Linked DNA regions of Hordeum vulgare: region 1 is linked to region 2. A link is a contact called in public Hi-C data. All regions are on one chromosome and are shown on one strand. The core of a region is the stretch at or near the end of the contact, and the rest is flanking DNA. Distances in the headings are between cores, read along the strand shown.

Region 1 (4,474 bases), core at 1,144-3,643, 110 kb after region 2:
GGAAGAAAAAGGGCTCTTACTTTCCCTGATGATGCTGACGTCTAGCAGCTCCTTAACTTGTCGCTCGATCTCATTTTTGATCTCAGGTTTGTGTCGGTAAGGACGTTGGTTGACAGGTTGTGCCCCTTCCATGAGTGGTATTCTGTGATCACAAGCACGTTTGGGAGGCAACCCTTTTGGTTCCTCAAAGACATCCGTGTATTGCTCCAGAACCCTGAGAATCTCTACGGGAATAGCTTCTTGTAAACCCTCTTCATTTACTGCATTGAGGTGGACCACAAAAGCTACACACCCTTGCTTGCATGTAGTCAATAGTTTTTGAGATGATATAGCAAAACACTATTGACGGTTGCTACGAACAGCTTGTAATTCAATCAATCCCCCTTCAGCTGTAACTGTCATATGTTGTGCCTCCCAGTCAATATGCATCGGGTTGTGCTTCCTGAGCCAGTCCATCCCTAAGATAGCATCATAGGCTCCAAGGGAAAGAAGCTTGAAATCTGTGATAAACTCATGCCCCTGAGACGTCCATTGGCAATGTGGTATGAAGTTGTCACAATTCAACACAACACTGTCAGCCACTTTAACTTTGCATGTCTTGGGTAGTTTGCATACTCCCTTCAGTTTGGCTGCGAGGCGATGGTCGACGAACGAGGAAGAGCTGCCCGAGTCAACCAGCAAAGACATTTCCTCCCCTTGAATCCACGCATGCAGCTGCAGCACTCCCAGTCCAGCCGACCCATCAACTGCTTGCTTTGAGATGGTACAAAGATTGTCTTCGTCCAACTCATTTGATTCGGGTTTGGTGTCAGCGTGCACCTCCTCTGCCGCGAAGAGCTCCCACAGTTCCTCTACCACATGCATCTGCACTATTGTTGGACATGTATGATCCTTGCCCCAGCGTTCACCACATTTAAAACGTAGTCCCCGAGAGCGTCTGAAAGAGCGTAACGCTCCGATCTTACTACTCTCTGCTCCCGCTCGCGCTGCCTTTGTGCCCTTATGATCCTCTGATTTGGTTGCAGACGCTGATAGTTTTGCAGTTCCCAACGGAAAAGTTAGAGTGCTGACCCCCATCACGCGTGGCACTGGTGCACGGTTGGGTGCAGCGCACAAGGTGTTCTCCCCATCTGCAACTTCCTCGTGGAGCAGTGCAAGGGAACATGCCGTGTCAAGGTTAGGTGGCCTCTGAATGAGCACCACTACCCGAATATCCGCCCACAGTCCCTCGATGAATTGTGTAAGAAAGAAACACGGGTGTGTCAGTTCAAAGTAAGAGATCATATGATTCATCAAAGTCTCAAAGCGTTCAATGAAATAAGCAACAGATTCAGTCTGACGGATAGCATAAAACTGATGAATGAGAAGTTGGTGTCTGTCACGCCCAAATCGAGTGCAAAGCAGAGCTGTGAATGATTCCCACGCAAGACCAGAGATCTTGCGCCGCACGGATTGCAGCCAAATGGCAGCCAGATCCGAGAAATTCAGGATTGCCATGGGTATCTAGTACGATTCCTGCACGACAAACATTTGAAAATACTACTCTGACAGAGTTTTCAGAGCTGCGGATTCTTGCCAGCGAAGCTGGGAAACGAGATCGGGGATGGAGCTTGCCCCATCACCGCGAGCACTTGTGAAGGAAGTGGAGAGGAATTCGAGGGTAGGGACAAGGTCGTACCTGTGACCGGGGAAACCGCCGGTGACTCCACAGTCACCGTCGGAGGTCCCCTGATATGATGTAACACGTCGTGGCTTGGTTGCCCTTGGATCTCGCATGCGACAAGGGGAGAGGTTGCAAGCGACGCAGATTCGCTGGTGGGCACGGCTTGAAGGTTCCCGACGGAGAGGTCCAACTGAGCGAATCACGCCTTCAACTCTGGCTTCCAGGAGATGAGGGCGTCGATCCATGCGGATTGCGTTGCCACAGCCTTGAGGATGGCCTTGTTGTCGACATCCTGCTTGGCGGCGCGGGCGGCCGCATCGTCGTTCATCTTGTCGAGGTACGCCTTCAGCACCGGATCAATGGTGGCGAAGAAGGCGTCGCACGCGTGCTTTTGGCTGCGGGTTTCCAGTGCGGCAACGGAAGACGGTGGAGACGGTGGGGCGGAGGGTGGTAGGTGGCTAGCTGATACCACGATGTTAGGCACTAGATTGGGATCTAGTATTTCTCTCACAGTTTCATCTCTTGTACATAATGGGGTTACAGAGAGAAGGAAGAAGAAATAAAGTAAAGCCACTGTTGTCGTGCCTTTGCCTGATCCTCATGGATGCCCAACAAGTCGCGTGAGAAAGCTTAAGTACAATTCCACCATTCGGAGCCCACGAACCTGCGGTTGGGTTGCTTGGTCCGAGGTGGCCTTGTGATGACGCGCTTGTGTCCCTAATTGTTGGAAGGGGGTTCCTCCTCTGCCATGTCATCTGCTCGCCCTGACTTAGTGAGGTTGTTGTTTGCTGTAGCCGTCCCTAAGACTCGGTCGCTGAAAGACGTGTAGGAGTCGACCATGGCTGCACGGAGCAGGTCCACCCACTAGCGGCCAGCCGCCATGGCCATGACGAGCATTCCTGCACCAAGCCTCGCCGGTGTTCCCGAGCACCAAGGTACTTCTACTTGTGTGTGTATAAGATTCCTACATGTATTTTTTGTGTTTTTCCAATTAATGCATTGTTATCTCTATGTTAAAACTTAATGGTTTGTCGTGGAATATGACATTTCAGAATGACACCTACTGAACTGAAAATAATCTAGCGACCAATAGTATAATGAATAGTTATTACCGTATCGGTATCACATTGCTCTATGGGTGACTAACACAATAATAAACTAGCAAAATGGAAATCCTTGTTTGGTGTGGGTACCAAGCAGGAGAGTAGTTAACATAGATTGATTATTTGACAGTTGCAGTGTGGCACCACCAGCACATATGATGCAGAGAGTATGTAAAGAGAGAGTAACTCATCAACTGAAGTGAGATACTAATTGCTTTCTTGTGAAAGACGGTCTATTTTGTGGTGTGATATAACTATGATAGCTCTCTGGAGTTTGAATGCCGAAGCCCTAAAAAACCATCAGCGACAGAGTACCTACCATTAAGGAAAAAAGCAAACAAAGGAACAACTCGGGGAATCATAAGCTTATCTTGCTTTTTGAATGTGCATCTCATAACCACAGAAGCTTCTTCTAATTATAGTATGCTTATTTTCGGGAGGTGTTTCTCTGCGAGATATTGTTCTCAAGAAACTACCAAACTATGAATAGAAGAAGTGTTAACAAGGAGCTATTTTGAAACAAGATGAGGAGAGAGCCTCAAGGATTTAAATAGTAAAATAAGAACATGCACGTACATCATTCTGGTTGTTGAATATGATAGTCGTAGCCCGTCAAAAAATATATGATAGCTGATTGATTCTTTGTAAAAGGTGTAGTGACTCTTGAAAAGTTTACCAGGTCTTCCATTTATGTTTTTCAGAAGACAGTCCTAGAGATGTTGCTTTATTTGAATTCTGCTTATTGCGTTTACTTGATTATGTCTCATTTGAGACCTGAATCATCTTCCATGGTTACTAAAAGGTAGCATAGTGGTTGAACCTGATAGTTACCTGAAACCATTGCTTAACATCAAGCCCCCTACTTTTTAATAGGTTTCCACTTTAGGTTACTGAATATATTTTTCTTGCTTGAACTATATCAGCTAGGCAAGTGCTAGAATCGAGGAGCATATGATTTTGCTGCTGCAGTTTTCGTGGTTAGCCTGCTTATCCTTACTGTGTTCTAACTCGGAGGTCGGAGCCAGTTCGCAACCCAATGTTCGAATTTTAATGTTGACGCTGACGATGGACTCAAGCACTCCACCATATTCTTAGTATATGCGGACCGACACCGTTGACGGCTTAGCCAAGCTGCTTTTAAAAGTCATATAACAATTAAGTGCTACATATTTTCATAGATAAATTCGTATGCATTCAAAAAAAAGTAGATAAAATTTGATTTTAATAAGCTAAAATTGAGATTAGAATAGAGAATGGTATACAAAATGTGTAGACAGTATTTGATACATTTACAGAGACAGGTCTGGGCTCGCCGGAGGGCTGTAATGTTGTATGCTTTTGATTGATTAAAATTAACACTTCTGCTCATTCATTATTTACTTTGTACTTGTCAGAAAATATTTATTTTGTACTAATATCATAGCATGTTCAACGGACCCAAGCATAAATGGCCATGGTGCTAGCTGGTAGCACTTGCTAACTAAAGAAGTCTACAAACATTTTATCAAACTAAAAGAGAGTTTCCTACCAACTATTGAGCCTACAAGTTTTAGATCTATGTCTCTAACGCCACTACTCAACTTCATGTCGGTACTTTCCTGTAGAGTATACCTCCATAATTCTCCATCTAAGATAGTACTAAAGTTTGTTCATGATGCTTAGTTTCAGGATATGACAAGCCATCCATATGAGAAATCAAGGGGTTCAA
Region 2 (4,409 bases), core at 1,487-3,986:
CGGTACATCTTATACGTTTTGTGTGTTCATCATCTTGATTTACTCTTTGTCTGAGATCTTGATCAACCTAGTGTCTCTATGACCATTCTTTGGATAATACCTTGAATACCATCTTGGTCATCATATAAACTCCTTGAACCCAACAGATGGACTTCAAGAAGTGCCTATGGACAAATCCTATAAATATAACTTAAGGCAACCATTAGTTCATAGGAATTGTCATCAATTATCAAAACCACATATGGAGATATATGCTCTAACAGTGGGGAAAATGAGTGAGTATTTTGCTGGGTGACTTAGAGCACTTAGAGCAATCAGTTCATTTTACTACCTCACGCCCTTTTAATAATATTGACTTTCCTATGGACTAAAATGAGATTTCTCACAAAATAGAAAATCAAGAGCCTTCTAGCTTGAAGCTTGAGCCAATATTATTCCTTTCTTGCATCAAGGGACATCTCCGCATAAACCTTTAGGCATAGCATCTTTTGAACTTTTCTAAAATATATTTGGAAAACATATTAGTCCAATGATGCATATGTTGTGATCAATTATCAAAACCACCCTCGGGCGCAATTGTGCTTTCAATCTCCCCCTTTTTGGTAATTGATGACAACATATAGATCAAAGCTTCCACAAAAAATATAATCAATGATTAGCATCGACGCTTTGAGAAGTATGTAAAAAGCAAGAGCTCCCCCTAAATTTTTGCATTATTTAAAATTTGGATTTGAATGCAAATGCACAATCAATTAGGATCATGGGTCACTCTTCCATGTCACATACATCTTGGTGGCGCGTAAACAAGATAAGAATGAATAGTAAGCACATGACACCAACAAGATAAGTGAATGATCATCACAAGGATAGCTAAAAGATAGTAATGTAGCATCACACAAGATAAAGCGTATGATTACACACAAGATAAAGTCATCCAAAATATCAAGGTTTTGAAACCAAACGAGAGCAAATAAATCAAAAGCTCTCTCTCTCACATGAAGTCTATGATCTATATATTTCTCCCCCTTTGACAACAAGTTACCAAAAAGTTCAAAAAGTATAGAGTTACTCGTTCCTTGAGTAGCTAATGATGGGGTTGACAGAAGAGCGTCCGCGAAGTCTTGTGCAGAATGTCTTGGAGCTGGAGGAGTGGATACTGGAGGTGCATAAGTTGATGCTGGAGATGGAGCTGAAGGTGCATATGCTTCGTGACGCCCTCGATTTGATCGTACGCTAATCATACACGTAAATGTGTACGACCAAGCTCAAGGACTCACGAGAAGATATCACAACAAAACTCTAGCACAAATAAAAACATACAAGCTTCATATTACAAGCTAGGGGTATCGAGGGCTAGAATACAGAAGCTCGATAAACTCACGAGTTAGCGGAAGCAACAAATATCGGAGTACACACATGAAACATGATAATGTCTTAGAGAAGGCTAGCACAAAAGATACAACAATCAAACGAGGTGAGGCCTCCTGTCTGGGAACCTCCTTAACTACTCCTGGTAGTCACCGCCTTCCACGTAGTAGGCACCGTCGGGATAGCAGTCGGCGGCGGGGGGGAACACCATCTCCTAGGCTCCATCATCTGGTCGGAGCAATGGATCGAGGGGAAAAGGGGGAGCAAACCAACGGTGAGTACTCATCCAAAATAATCGCAAGACTGACATCAGAACTATGCTAAGTTATGCATCACCGGACAACTACACTACAACGCTAACATCAGAGTACGTAACGAGGTATCACCCTCGGTACTCGATAGTAGCTCTGCAACTTTATACAACTAAGGGGGGTGTGAGTGTGGTGTCGGGTCTTGGCTCGTCGATCAATTGATCGAGACTTGATGATAAAGCGAGGGCAACTGGACTAAGGGGGCAAGGGGATGACTGCTCCACCTATACTAAACAGTTTTAAGGTGCAGTAGAATAATGTAGCAGTTTTATCAAAAACAGGCTATGCATCAGATATAGGAGCTAACTACAACAGTAGCAAAATTCTAATGCAAACATGAGGGAGAAAGAATAGGTGATATAGGAATGATCAAGGGGGTTTGCTTGACTGGTTGCTCTGCAGACAAAAATGGATCCTCGACCGGGAAGTAGTTGATCACCGGATCATCATCGGTCTCGGGGTCTACTGGAAAGGAAGTAGCGTAGCGGAAACACAATAAATAACAGGGCAATCAAATGCATCACAAAATATGACATGGGGAAATGTAGCGCTAGGCATGAGTTAATGCAGTACTATACGTCATTGCTAGGGACACGTGACATACGAACGAACATCGTATCCGGGGTCGCCTCGTTTTTTTGGTCAACTTTGATGTTCAAAATATTTTCATTGGAGTTATGGTTTAATTTCTATGGTTTTACAAAGATTTAACAATATTTAGGAATTATTTAAGTAAAAAATAAATAGGGTATTCTTTTCTCAACTAGTGCAACTGAAGCCATAGTCTATAACAGTGAGATCAGGGTCCAGTGAGCATGCCTTGTGAGCAGTTGACGAGTTAAAGTGTGACTCGTCAACAAGGTCAATGGACCCACGTGTCATAGACTAGCCAGATTAATTAAGCTAATTAGTTAGACCACGAATTAATTAATTAATTAAACATTTTATTTTTTAAAATCTTTTTTTAATTAAAAGGAATCGACCCCACATGTCATATATTATACCTAAACAAATACATATATCTAACTTATTTAATTTGGGGGCCTACATGTCATTGGGCCAAGGCTATCTAAAATAAATAATTAAACTACTAACTAAAGGGGCCCTACTTGGCCTAGACTAATTAGCACCTAATCTAACATAAATTAATAAGCTCACGGCCGGCCGGTGGCACAGCCGGCCGTGGCTGTGCAGACACACGCAAACCGACTCACACACCACACACACGAGGCACACCCGTGGGCTGGCCATGGCCATGGCTAGCGGCAGAAGCAGCCGCTGGTAGCAGCATGCAACAGCAGCAACGACACCTAGCAGGAGCGGCAGCGGTAGCGGAGGGGCAGCAACAGCGGCGCACTAGCAGTAGCAGCAAGCAGCGCTAGCCGACGGCAAGCATCAACGGCGAGTACCATGTAGAGCAGCAGCGACGCAGCTAGCAAGATGCAGTGGCAAGCAGCAACGGCTGCACTCGGCAAGAAGAGCAGACAGGGGCGGCTGCGAGTGACACAAGCGGACTCAGCCAGGCTGCAGCGAGGCCACGCACGAGTGCACGCGCACAGCAGCAGCAGCAGCAACAACATCTCCGGGCGGCGGCGGCAAGCGGCATTAGCAACCCACATCAGCAGCAGGCAGGCGCAGCAGGGAGCGACAGGACCTAGAAGCGGTGGTGGCGGCGAGCAGTGCGCGGGCGAGGCCGGCATGCGATTAGCGCGGCCAGGGCGCATGGCGGGGCGAGGTCATGGCCACAGCGGAGGGTCGATCGGCCGAAGAAGTGGCCAGGGACGGGGGCGCGGGAGCGAGGGGAGGGGGCGCCGGACCGGAGGGAGAAGGAGGAGGTGGGGGGCTCACAATCCAGTGTAGAAGGTGGCAGAGGGCGCGAGGGCGACGGGGTCGGGGAGGCGGCGAGGAAGGAGGGTCCGGCGAGGTGGCACCGGTGTGGGCGGGCGCCGGTGACGGCGAACGACAACGCGGGGTCGGGGGCGAGACGCCGATGTGGAGGGGGCGGGGGGCTCTGCTCCTCTCTGCGTGGTGTGTTGCGGCGTGAGCAGAGGGGCATGGGAGGAGGGATCCAGTGGGGGCTGGGTTGGCGCTAGGGTTCCGAGGGGGCGCCGGAGGGTGGTAGTAGGGGGGTTTGGGGCCCGGATGGCCTCCACGCATCCATGACGGACATGGATGGCTGCCACGCATCCCCCGTCTGCTGTAGCGAGGAAGAAGGAGAGGTGAGGTGGGCTGGGCTGGCCAATTGGCTAGATGGGTCAAAATGCCCAGTAAACTATGCCTCTTTCATTTTATTTTATTTATGTGCCTTATTTTATAGTTTCGGTGTTGTATTTATTTGATGTATCAATTGAATTTTTTCACTCATGGTATTTGGCATACAATTACTAGACAATATTTCTAAGTTCCATGAAAATTTGGGGCCATTTGGAAAGGTTTAAACATTTTTAGAATTTAACATGATCTAGTTGTTTGCGGTTGAACAACTTATCAATTTCCTAGGGTTTATCTGTGAGTCAAATGATGCTTGTTTCAACATGAAAATTACTTAATCAATATTTTCAACTCAGCCAACATTTTTATTTTACTGTTTGATGAAATGATTTATTTGACTTTACTTTTGATTTGAAATTGGCTTTGATTTTTATCAAGTGGGAACTTAACTTAGTTAAACTCGATGACATGGCACCATTAGTGTGTTGTTACTATAGCTTAACTACCGGGGCGTCACAA

What was found. A called contact is a pair of places that touch in the nucleus more often than the background predicts.
Region 1: a Hi-C map of leaf shows a contact between it and region 2, with 2.4 times the contacts expected there. The contact joins two enhancer-like sites. A contact is called at or near these places in 2 of 6 Hi-C or Micro-C datasets (leaf and seedling).

Annotation. Positions count from the first base shown.
Region 1 is chr6H:299,021,863-299,026,336 of MorexV3_pseudomolecules_assembly, forward strand. No RefSeq gene overlaps it. Among protein-coding and RNA genes, the nearest start is that of LOC123406600, 480 kb to the left of the region's middle. Within about 2 kb of position 2,394, at least 2 of the 3 cell types and tissues checked have open chromatin away from gene starts, as enhancers often do. A contact at or near this core is called in leaf, where this site is marked.
Region 2 is chr6H:298,915,250-298,919,658 of MorexV3_pseudomolecules_assembly, forward strand. No RefSeq gene overlaps it. Among protein-coding and RNA genes, the nearest start is that of LOC123406600, 370 kb to the left of the region's middle. Within about 2 kb of position 2,737, at least 1 of the 3 cell types and tissues checked has open chromatin away from gene starts, as enhancers often do. A contact at or near this core is called in leaf, where this site is marked.